2 separate regions of the Sus scrofa genome follow, and region 1 is linked to region 2. Evidence: chromatin contacts called from public HiChIP or PLAC-seq data. All regions are on one chromosome and are shown on one strand. The core of a region is the stretch at or near the end of the contact, and the rest is flanking DNA. Distances in the headings are between cores, read along the strand shown. Region 1 overlaps ENOX1 (ecto-NOX disulfide-thiol exchanger 1). Region 2 overlaps ENOX1 (ecto-NOX disulfide-thiol exchanger 1).

The links. HiChIP or PLAC-seq counts read pairs in DNA pulled down with a chosen protein or histone mark.
Region 1: an H3K27ac HiChIP or PLAC-seq map of skeletal muscle shows a contact between it and region 2. The contact joins two enhancer-like sites. A contact is called at or near these places in 1 of 47 Hi-C or Micro-C datasets (skeletal muscle) and 1 of 2 datasets of contacts at active chromatin or transcription factors (skeletal muscle).

The regions. Positions count from the first base shown.
Region 1 is chr11:23,758,304-23,764,177 of Sscrofa11.1, forward strand. The region is part of intron 11 of ENOX1 (ecto-NOX disulfide-thiol exchanger 1); the gene reads left to right. Among named protein-coding and RNA genes, the nearest start is that of DNAJC15, 330 kb to the right of the region's middle. Within about 2 kb of position 4,543, at least 7 of the 83 cell types and tissues checked have an H3K27ac peak or open chromatin away from gene starts, as enhancers often do. A contact at or near this core is called in skeletal muscle, where this site is marked.
Region 2 is chr11:23,621,370-23,627,078 of Sscrofa11.1, forward strand. The region is part of intron 3 of ENOX1 (ecto-NOX disulfide-thiol exchanger 1); the gene reads left to right. It overlaps LOC106505299 (a long non-coding RNA gene), which reads right to left. Exons shown (of 2, transcript XR_001299577.2): 2 at 5,631-5,709. Among named protein-coding and RNA genes, the nearest start is that of ENOX1, 390 kb to the left of the region's middle. Within about 2 kb of position 3,447, at least 1 of the 83 cell types and tissues checked has an H3K27ac peak or open chromatin away from gene starts, as enhancers often do. A contact at or near this core is called in skeletal muscle, where this site is marked.

The DNA.
Region 1 (5,874 bases), core at 3,293-5,792, 140 kb after region 2:
AATTTTCACAGCATTGTAAATCAACTCTAATTCAATAAAACCTTTTTAAAAATGAGGGAGGAAAAAGACCCGAAATAGAAGAAAAAATCTCCATCCTTTAAGGGAACCCCCCCCCCCCACTGCCTTCCTTTTCTGCTCAGAGTGAGGTTTTTGCCTCGGGTCTTTTGGGCAGCAGCTGACCCAGGAATTCTTGGAAATCTCAGGGGTTACCCTCCTGGGGGCCTCCCACCCACCCTGCCCTCCGTCTCCCTCCTAGAACAAAAACGAACCTGGGCAGGTTTTATTTCCAACAGGGAGATGGAGAGAAATTAACTTTGGTTTTTAGGAAAGGCAGGGTTTATTATGTGAAGACGGGTATATCTTGGGGTCAGGCGCCGTTTTTCAGGGCGTCTGTGCTTTTCTGATTAGGAGGAATACGTCATTGTTCTCCTGCCGTTCGCCACGTGTAGCAATTTCCAGTGTGTCTTTGGCCAGAGTTTCCCCGGGACCCCCGTCACTTGCCCATCACTCTGGGCTCAGCAGGTGCATCCTAAGAGGGAAAAAGGAGTTTGCTGGTGCCAAACTGAGATGCTGATAAAGATGAAAATGTGTTTCACTTAATATGTTTGAAAATCAAGACAGATGTATCGCAGCGCCCCTTCTAGAAGATGGGCATCCTGCTCCAAAGCCCGCAAAGATAATTTTTGATAAAAATTCAGATGTATTGTTGCACAGCCTGCCTCCTGCTGGACTCAAGCCAAACTCTTCAGACCAGATCTAGTCCTCTTTCTCTCCTTCGCTCCTTATTCTTCTTTCTCTCATTTTCCTCGCCCTTCCTCCTCCTCTTCCTCCCTCCCCCTGCCCCAGGTGGCAGTGGGAGAGGGGCAGGAATGAAAGAGAGAAAGAAAAAAAGGAGGAAAAAGAGGAAGTCTAGCCTAGATGGGAAGGCGTCACGTGGCACACTAATCGAGTGTCAGGATTGTGCGAGTTAATGAGTCAAGGCATGCAAAGCCCTTCCGACCATGTGACTGTCACCTCTGCTTCTTTTTTTTTTTTTTTTTTTTTTTTTTTTTTGTCTTTTTGCCATTTCTTGGGCCGCTCCCACAGCATATAGAGGCTAGGGCTAAATCGGAGCTCAGCTGCCGGCCTACACCACAGCCACAGCAACGCTGGATCCGAGCCATGTCTGTGATCTACACCACAGCTCACGGCAACCCTGGATCCTTAACCCACTGAGCAAGGCCAGGGATCGAACCCGCAACCTCATGGTTCCTAGTCAGATTCATTAACCACTGAGCCATGACGGGAACTCCCACCTCTGCTCTTATCTCAGTCACACACCCCCACCCCAGCACCTGGGCCTGGGCCTTCCGCCGAGTAAGTGTGCAATAAAAGTTTGTTGACTTCACTTTCATGAGGCCCTTCCTCTAGACTCTGTTTTTGATGCCTCCATCCCATCCGTTGACGGGAAGATGGTAGAACTATTTGCTCTAGTTCCACTGACACGGCAGGCTTTGAGAAGCATGTTCCAACAAGGATGGCTCATGTCTCTCCAATATCCAGAACTTATACATGTCCAGAATTCAGGACCACAGGCTAAGGAGGCCATGGTCCAAGACGTGAAACTCGGCATCCTTTTAATGGTCAACAAACATTTGTCAGGCACCTTGTTGTGCTCAAGGCTCTGTGGACCTAAGGAGCATGGAGAGAGTTAGACACAGCCCACCCTGCCCTCAAGAGTGTGAGAGAGGGAGTCCACCACAGTCATGGCTCAGCAGTTAACGAGCCTAACTAGTATCTGTGAGACCAAGGGTTTGATCCCTGGCCTCACTCAGGGGTTGGGAATCCGGGTTGCTGTGAGCTGTGGTGTAGGTTGCAGATGTGGCTTGGATTCCACATGGCTGTGTCTGTGGCCAGCAGCTATAGCTCCAACTTGACCCCTAGCCTGGGAACTTCCATATACCATGGAGTGCAGGCCCTAAAAAAAAATAAAGACAAGAAAGAGAGCGTGTGGAATACTTTTTGAAGAAGAGAAGAATGGACATTTTGAGTTAATATGATGCAGTGCCTGATGCCAAATATATGTTAGCCATTCTTTAAATTCAGTAGAAACCACAGTGAGTATCGCTACCCAGTATCGTGCAGTGTTGGGTGAGAAGACATTGTATGTTGAACGCAGCTTTTAAAGGAATCAAACTAAAACATCCCTTGCTTAATCGCCAACCCTTCGACCATCCATAATGCACAAATGCTCTTGAATTTTAATTACACCTCATTTAAACTATGAGCTCCTCATAGGAGCCAATACTTTTTTAATCAGGAAGCGTATTTTCTGGGTTGTCAATTTTCCATGGAAACTCACCGCAACATCAGTACAGATTTTTTTTTTTTTAATTCCAAACAAGGATTTTCCAGCTCTTTCAGCCAACTGAGTCAAATTAGGGACACATTATTTAGTTGGGATCGGCAGTAGTCAGTCTGTCTGAGTAGTTTCATATGAACCTGGAAGCCTTGGTTTAAAAAAACAATAAGACTTTCTGGCTATCTCCTTGATCTCTCTGAGCACCACGGCTGCCTGCCTTTTTCTGATTCTGATTATTTGCAGTATGGGAGTGCTTTTGAAAGACGTAAAAGATGGCCAACAGAGGAGTTCCCGTCGTGGCACAGTGGTTAACGAATCTGATTAGGAACCATGAGGTTGTGGGTTCGATCTCTGGCCTCGCTCAGTGGGTTAAGGATCCGGCGTTGCCGTGAGCTGTGTGTAGGTCGCAGACGTGACTTGGATCCCACATTGCTGTGACTCTGGTGTAGGCTTGTGGCTGCAGCTCCGAGTCAACCCCTGGGAACCTCCATGTGCTGTGGGAGCAGCCCTAGAAATGGCAAAAAGACAAAATATATATATATACATATATGGCCAACAGAGAGATTACAATTAGGCACAACCCAGGAAGAGGCTCACGGTAGCCCTCAACACCAATCTGGGCACAGGGAGAAGGGGCTGTTGGATTCCAGACCAGGGTCCTGTAGCCAACTGCCCGGGGCCACCCAGCGGGGCTGTATCACTCACAGCTGGTAGAAGCTTCTGTTTTGGAAACAGTGAACATGACCTAAGCAGGCTTCTTCTGGAGTCACTCGGAACTGGGCATAGATGTGGAAAGTGAGATGGGGCCATCGGAAGCCCCACACCAGTGACAGTGCACCCTGCCCAGCAGATCCCCAAGGCAAGAATATCAGCGGTGAGAAGGACAAGCCATTTTTAGACCTTCTGTCTTCATGCTAACAACAATCTAAGAGAGAAGCACAACAGCAGCATGTGCCCACCAGCCACCAACCGAGTTAAAGACGAGTGTTTTATTTCCAACCACAACAGAATGTCTCTGGGGAAACCCAGTGCCACCAAGGAAATGTGATCCATTAAAACGTAGATGGCTTGGAGTTCCCATGGTGGCTCAGCGGGTTAAGAATCCGACTAGATTCCATGAAGACAGGTTCAATCCCTGGCCTCACTCAGTGGCCTAAGGATCCAGCATTAGCTCACAGATGCGGCTCGGATCTGGCATTGGCTGTGGCAGCTCCGATTTGACCTCCAGCCTGGGAACCTCCATATGCTGCGGGTACAGCCCTAAAAAGATTAAAAAAAAAAATGAAATTAAAAAAAAATCATAGATGGCTAAAAGATGATGAAATCAAATTTCTCATGGGCCAAGTAGCCTGCTTCATTCCTAATCTCTTGAAATAGAGTTTCATTTGCAAGGAGCCAAGACTTTTTCTCCGTTTCTGCCTTTTTTTTTTTTTAATCTTGCTAATCTTGCCAAAAAAAAAATCAAATAAATGTTTGTTGGGGGTAGATTTTTCAGTTTTCTGAATTCGTGGGCAGTGACAATTGCCATTCCGTAATGGATATGTTTCTGGCAAGTGTAGAAATGATTTCTTGACCTTTGAAATGTAAGAGCAGATGCTACTAAACCCATCCGGTGGCACAGGACTACTTTGGATCCGCAGCACTCCGGCCCCACCAGACCTTGTTTATCTGTTGTGTAAATTCACATTTGGAGCCTAAACTGTCTTGAAGCTGAGCCCCCTTATAATCTTATTTCCCCATAGCACGAGACAATGCCATGTTCCTGACACGCTCTCCCATTTGCACAAAATTTCCGTAATCATGTGTTTTGTGTCAAATCGATTTGTGTTGCTGAAATTGCATGGTGTCTCGGAGACCACGGATTTTTTTTCCCCCCTAATACTCTAACCACTCAGCTGCTCTGTACCTCCAAGAAACCCAGGTGAGCCGTGGCCGAGGGTCTGCAGTATTTCACGCTCCAGCTAGGTGCCTTGGAGCCGGGTGGGTTCTCTGAACAGGTTCCATGTGCTGACGGTCGCGTTTGCAGAGCTGACTCAGGCTCTGTTCAGCCCTGGCTTCTTGCCTGGGGACATGAGCCCCTGGAACGTGGTGACCGGCTCTTGGGCTGACGGGCAGTTGGCAGGTGGAGGAGAAGAGTGAGGAGCTTAACAGCCAATGTTCAGAAAGGGAGAAGTGCGGAGACCTTGACCTGGGAGGGGCATAGACAAATGGCCCATGGGCAGCACCACGTCACAGCCCGGCCGCCTGTGCACAGCCCACGCCGCCCTGCTGCCTTTCCATTGCCAGGAGCACCGTGCTCTAGATGACAGTGTATTATGTTTCCTGGGCATTTCATGCTGATAAGGTTTGATGCAGGATCATTACGTAGGGGAGTAGATTTAATCCTGTTTTCTTAGCAGGCTCTAAGGACATGGGGGGAATATTTATGTAATAAGATGCAGAGTTGCTATGGAAAATACTATAGCAACGTAACATCTTCCCAGAGCCAGGCAGCCACTTGTAACAGCAATCTAAATTTACATTTATTTTAGTGTCATTTTATCGACACTCTTAGTATCTCATTCTGACAGGATGTTAAAATATGTTTTCAGCTTGCATTTGAGCAAAATTAACACAGTGTTGTTGGAATTTAAGTGTGGTTTGCTCAACTTCTGGAAAAAATCAGAATGTTTTCGAGGGAGTTTAGATGACACAACCTGAGTAAGTTTGTAACTTTTTTTTTTTTTTCTTTGCAAAATGAACGAAAGAATTCCTTAGCGGCATCTATTCCTAATTTTTCCCATTATTTTGTAAGTAGTGGGTAGGAATGTTTGGTTCCAGAGTAAGGATTATCCTTTTCGGCATTGACCTCGTAATCTGTCATGCTTACCTGTGAGTCTAGTTGGTGCTTATAAAATATGCTTTCAGTGGATCAGCTCATTGTACAGTGGCAGGTCACACTTTCAAAATGAAATGTTTTTCATATGTAAACTTCCTGTCTGTCCATTTTGGAAAATTCAGTGATTAAGAATAATAAAATAGGAGGAGTTCCCGTCGTGGCGCAGTGGTTAACGAATCCGACTAGGAACCATGAGGTTCGGGTTCGATCCCTGCCCTTGCTCAGTGGGTCAAGGTTCCGGCGTTGCCGTGAGCTGTGGTGTAGGTCACAGACGCGGCTCGGATCCTGCGTTGCAGTGGCTCTGGCGTAGGCTGGCAGCTACAGCTCCGATTCGACCTCTAGCCCGGGAACCTCCATATGCCGCAGGAGCGGCCCAAGAAATGGCAAAAAGACAAAAAAAAAAAAAAAGAATAATAAAATATAAAACTGGGTTAGTAATAACACTCCAAAGGACTCTTGAGTTTCTAATCCTTTTTCTTCTGCACAGCCTAACTGTATATATTGTATATATTTTTGTATATATTTTTATATATATTTTTGTATATATTTTTAAAGCTCAGAAACAATTCTACACGTTTCTGTGTTCCATCATCAGACGTTTTTGTTTAACAGGTGAGGTTTTTTAAAGCTTTGTTTTCCATGGTGACGGTATAGA
Region 2 (5,709 bases), core at 2,197-4,696:
TGCTTGAAACACTTTCATTTTGTTTTCCATTGTTGTTCTGTTTTTTGCAGTTGCACCTACAGCATACGGAAGTTTCCAGGCTAGGGGTCGAATCAGAGCTGCAGCTGCCAGCCTATACCACAGCCATGGCAGCACCAGATCCAAGCTGCATCTTTGGCCTACACCATAGCTTGTGGCAGTGCTGGGTCCTTAGCCCATTGAACGCGGCCAGGGATCAAACCTACATCCTCATGGATACCATTCAGGTTCTTAACCCACTGAGCCGCAATGGAACTCCTGGGGTTTTTTGTTTCTTTCTTTCTTTCAAAACACGTTTCATTCATTTTTAATATTCCTCCAGTTTTCACCTTTATTCATCCTTCAAGAAAATCTAAAATCTCTTCCAATGGGAGAGTTGATTGCATCTTCCTCTCTGTTTTTTACATCAACCTGTGTTTTAATTAATGTACCCAGTTGGGTACACGTATACCTATGCACTAAGCTGTTTCTGTGGGCCAGCCTTCTGGGAAGGAGTTTTTGTTTGCCTAGGACCTAAAATGGTGCTGTACACAGTGGAAGTTAACTAAAAATACACTGAATGGGAAAAGAATGAATGAGCCTGAAGCTGGCTTGCTGTATCCCCTCCCATCGGTCCTAATTCCATTCTTTGGTGTATCCCTTCACTAATCTAGTCCATCTTCTATGTCTGCTCTCCTTCTGCTATAGGAAGATTCCTATCATCTTTTCTTTTTCTCCTAGTCACAAAGCTAGTAAGTCGTCCTTTGAAAACTGACACCAACTTTGAAATTCCAGTGGTCATTATGGACAGTTTCAAAGTTGCACTAATTCTCCAGGTCAAACGATCTAATCCTGATAGACTCGCTACATACTCAGATTTGCAAGAAAGTAAAGTGGGTAGCATTTAACCTAGTATCATGTCACACTGGTTGCAGGATTGAGCTGCTCATTTCTTAAGTTCAAATGCATTTTAACAATCCTGCATTTTTACTCCCTGCTTCTTCACTGTTTTTTACATATTTTATTGTGTATTCTTTAACTACCGATTAAAGATGTAGGTGATTTTACTACTTTTGTCTTTCATCCCTTCTACCAGCTTTATGTGTGGTTTTATTACTTTTACCATTTGCCTTTACCAATGAGATTTTTCCTTTTGTAATTTTAATATTTCTAGTTGTGGCCTTTTCTTTCACTTAGAGAAGTCCCTTTAACATTTCTTTAATGCTGGTTTGGTGGTACTGACCTCTTTTAGCTGTTACTTACCTGCAATTTTTTAATTGAAGTCTAGTTGATCCACAACACTATGTCAGTTTCAGGTGTACAGCAAAGTGATTCAGTCATATGTGTATATCTATTCTTTTTCAGAATCTTTTCCATTATAAGCCATTATAAGATCTTGTCTCTAAAACTATTGATCTCTCCCTCAGATCTGAATAAAAGCCTTGCAGGTAGAGTATTTTTGGTTGTAGTTTTTTCCCTTTCATTGCTTTAAATATGTCATGCAACTCCTGCAGGGTTTCTGCTAAAAGGTCAACTCATAGCATTATGCAATACCTTGTATATAATTTGTTGCTTTCCCCTTGCTACTTTAATATTCTCTCTTTATCTTTAATTTTTGCCATTTTAGTTACAATGTGTCTTGGTCCTTTTGGGGTTGATACTGTTTGGGACTCTCCATGCTTCCTGGACCTGGATTCCCAGGCTAGGAAACTTTTTAGATCTTAAGCCTTCAACTATATCCCCTCTCTCTCTTCTCCTTCTGGGACCCCTATAATGTGAATGTTAGTATGCTTTGTGTTGTCCAAGAAGCCCCTTAAACCAGACTTTTTTTTTTCTTTTTTTCTATTTGGCATCAGTGATTTCCAGCAGTCTGTCTCCCGACTTCCCAATCCATTCTCTATATCTGGCCAACTACTGTTGATTCCTTCTAGTGTATTTTTCATTTCAGTTAGTGTATTCTTCATCTCTGTTTGATTCTCCTTTATATTTTTCACTCCTGATAAAAGCTTTTAATTTCTCACTCTGTCCATCCAGTCCCCTCCTGAACATCTTTGAACGTCTTTATAGTTATTACCTTGAACGCTTTATTGGTTAATTTGCTTATATCCACTTGATTTAGTTTTTCTGGGGTTTTATCGTGTTCTTTTGTTTCAAATATATTCCTCTGTCACCTCATTTTACCTCGTTTACTGGTTTATTTCCACATGTTTGGTAGATTGGTTCTGTTTCACGATCTTAGGGAAGTGGCCTTTTGTAGGAGAGGTCCTATGTGTCCTGTCATTGCCATTCCCACTGTTGACCACAGCTATAGATATGCTTTCGGGGTGCTCCTATGTGGGCTTCATTGGCCGTTCTGTTGTGGTAGGCTGACAATTGTGGGCAGTCTGGTAGGCTGGCTATTGGTTGTCAAGCCCTGACTTGTGTGGAGGCTGCTAGTGGGCAGAGCCAGATTCTGGGGTAAGTGGCTCTGAGACAAAGGGTCCTAGATCTAATATCTACAGGCTGATGCCTGGGCTCAGTTTCTAACACAAATGGTTGAAGAGTCTGAGGTGTTCCAAAATTGGTGTTGGTCTGCTGGTGAGGGATTCCTGGGGCTTATGCCTGCACTGTTTCTGGCCCATTGGTGGGTGGAGCAGCTCTCAGGGTCTTTGGCTGCAGTACCCTAGTGTTCCTGAGCCAGTGCACTGATAGGCAGGGCCAGGTTCTGAGCCCTCTGGCAGATAGGGTTGGGTTCTGGGGAGCTTTGGGTTCAGGGGGTCTTTAGGCAGCCTGTCTTCTGGAGAGTGGTGATGTGTCCCATACTACCTTCTGCTTGTCCTGAGATATCCCAGTATTGTTGCCAGAGGCTCTTAGGCAGAGGCAGGGCTGGGTCCTGGGGCTAATAAACTAGAAGGAGGATTCCAAAATGGCCCTTGCCATCACTAGTGTCCTTGTGGTAGAACAAGCTCCCAAAAATGGCTGTCATAGCAGCTCCAGTGGCTTCTGCTTCTATGGGAGGCTCTCTAAGATCAGCAGGTGGGTCTGACCCAGGCTCCTGTCTAATTACTTCTTCTGCCCTGGGTCCTGGAGCTTGTGAGGTTTTGTGTACACTTCTTTTAGAGTGGATTCTCTATTTCCCACGGACCTCTGGCTCTCCCAGAAGTAAACCAAACATTCTGGGAGCTTGCTTCCAGGTACAAGGTCCCTGGGCTGGAGAACCCACTGTAGGGCTCAGACCCTTGCCTCTTGGGTAAACCTCTGCAGTTGTAGTTATTCTCCAGTTTGTGGGTAGCCCACTGGGGGATGCAAGTCTTGACTGTGCTGCATTTCTGTTCCCCTGCATGTCTTATGGTTCCTTCTTTATATCTTGCATTGTAAATGATCTTCTGTCAGTCTTCTGGTCTTTCTCATCCATAATTGCTCTATAAATAGTTGATGCTGTGGTGTGCCCATGAGAAGAGATGAGCTCAGAGTCTTCCTGCTCTGCCATCTTGGCTACCCTCCTCCCCAGATCGAGTCACACACTTCCTTCTTGTTCCGAGAATATCTGATGCTCACCCTGATGTCTTTCCTCTCCCATTCCCACCACCTCAGGCTGACATCCCATGCTTGTGTTATCCATCATACCTTCCCAATTTCTGGATTATTTGGTTGCATGTATGCATTATTTTGCTTGCAGAGGGAAACTTACAACAGGAGAATTGAACACTTCTGTAGTCTTTGTTGTTTATGGTTAATGACCTTCTCACCTAAACATTTCCATTTTTCCTTGTCCCCCCACTTCAGATATTTTAAAACATATTCCAGTTACAACCTTTGGAATTTTTTCAAAATATACAATCCCAGTCCTTCTGGATTTAGGCCTCTCCAGTGTGCTCCTTAGAATTCCTCCAACACCTTTGTGGTTGCCTTGACTTTGTGTCATTATTTCCATTATTTTTCATCCTTGTAGAATCAGAATTCACCAGAGAAGTTCTTCTAAAGACATGGTGAATTTTTTTTTCTTTCACTGCGATTATGACTATGTAGTTATAGGGTCAAATTTTTATTTTTCCATACATCTTTTATAGTGAAGCTGATGGCTCTGTGTTCATATCATAGTTATCTTTTTGCCGATGTTATAATTTTTTCCCCCAAGTCAATGATGTGGGTCTGATTAGAATTAATGTTCTTTGTCCTGGCTGTTACAAACTCCAGGCTGGTATGGTAACTTTATTCCCAGTGTCCAGGCATCTTCATGTTGTTATTGACTTTTTTTTTTTTTTTTTTTTTGAGCTAATCAGTGTTAAGGCTATTATATAGTTCTTCCCTTCCCTCAAAGTTTGGGATCAGACTCCTGCCATTCCTAACTTAGTTTAATTAAACCACTGTAATTCTCCTTGTCATGACTTTATTTAAAACTCTCTTAAAATCTATGGTATCTTGTGTATTTTTTTGGTCTCTGAGTTAATGAATTCTGAGATTACTCTGCTGTACAAATGTACATTATTTTCTTTCTACTAAAATGATCTCTTTTATGCTTTTGAGCTGTAAAACTCTAGTTTTAGTATTGCATGAGTTGGTGAGTAAATACATGTTTATATTGTCAAGACTTCCCTAATCTTTTCAGTCTTTTATTAAAAAAAAAAAAGCAAACTCACTTCAGTTTTCCCCAGTTGATAAACTAGCATCTTTATGTACGAAAACGTTTTACTTAAGAAGCATGCATTTATATCCCCTGACATACTCTTCGAAGCAACATTTTAGAGAATAAAAACTACCCCTGTCATTATGTAGATACAGAGCTCAATATCATCTGAATAACTTTACTTAACTGTAAAATAATAAAGAGGGAGGCAGCACTGTCCTTGCAGTGGCCTCTCCCCCTCTGGATTTCAGGATTCATCATGCCCTTCCTGAAGTGCTTGCCTGCTTTCCTTCTCTCTTCCTATTGAGGGTTTGTCCGTTTGTTTGTTTTGCTTTTTAGGGCCATACCCATGGCATATGGAAGGAAGTTCTCAGGCTAGGGATCAAATAGAGCTGCAGCTGCCTGCCACAGCCACAGCCACACCAGATCAGAGCTGCATCTGTGACCTACACTACAACAACACTGGATCCTAAACCCACTGAACAAGGCTAGGGATCAAACCCACATCCTCATGGTTACAAGTCAAGTTCATTTCCACTGAGCCATAATGGGAACTTCGCTTTTGAGGTTTTTAGTTCATTTGGTTTTTGTTTTTGTGGTTTCTTTGTTGTTGTTGTTTGGTGTTTTGTTTGTTTGTTTCGGCCACTAAAAGATGTAAATCTTTTTTTTTTCTTTTAATTCTTGCTATTGAGTTATTTTTTTATCCTTCACAACCCAGCCCATATTTTTCTTCTCCGTGGTGCTTCCCTGGCACCCTAGAAATAAAAATAATCTCTTTTCTGTCTCCTCACCACAGCTTTCTACAGTAAATTTTTTCTTGAATATTATTGATTGTGACATCTAGTGACCTCCTAGGTACTATGGAGACGTCACCTTAAGCAGTGCAAAGCCGTAAAGACGAGGGAGTAGGCATAATTTTTTTCAACACTGGAATTAATATAAAAGCATAAGTTATAAGAGCTTTCAAAATACCAACTACATGTCATATTTTACGTGAGTTTAAAAGAGAACCACAATAGAGAGGCTGTACGAGTGACAGGCGTTTAATGTTCTGAAGCACGTGAGTCATAATTATCCCCACACATTTCAAAAGACCCAGGTGTCAT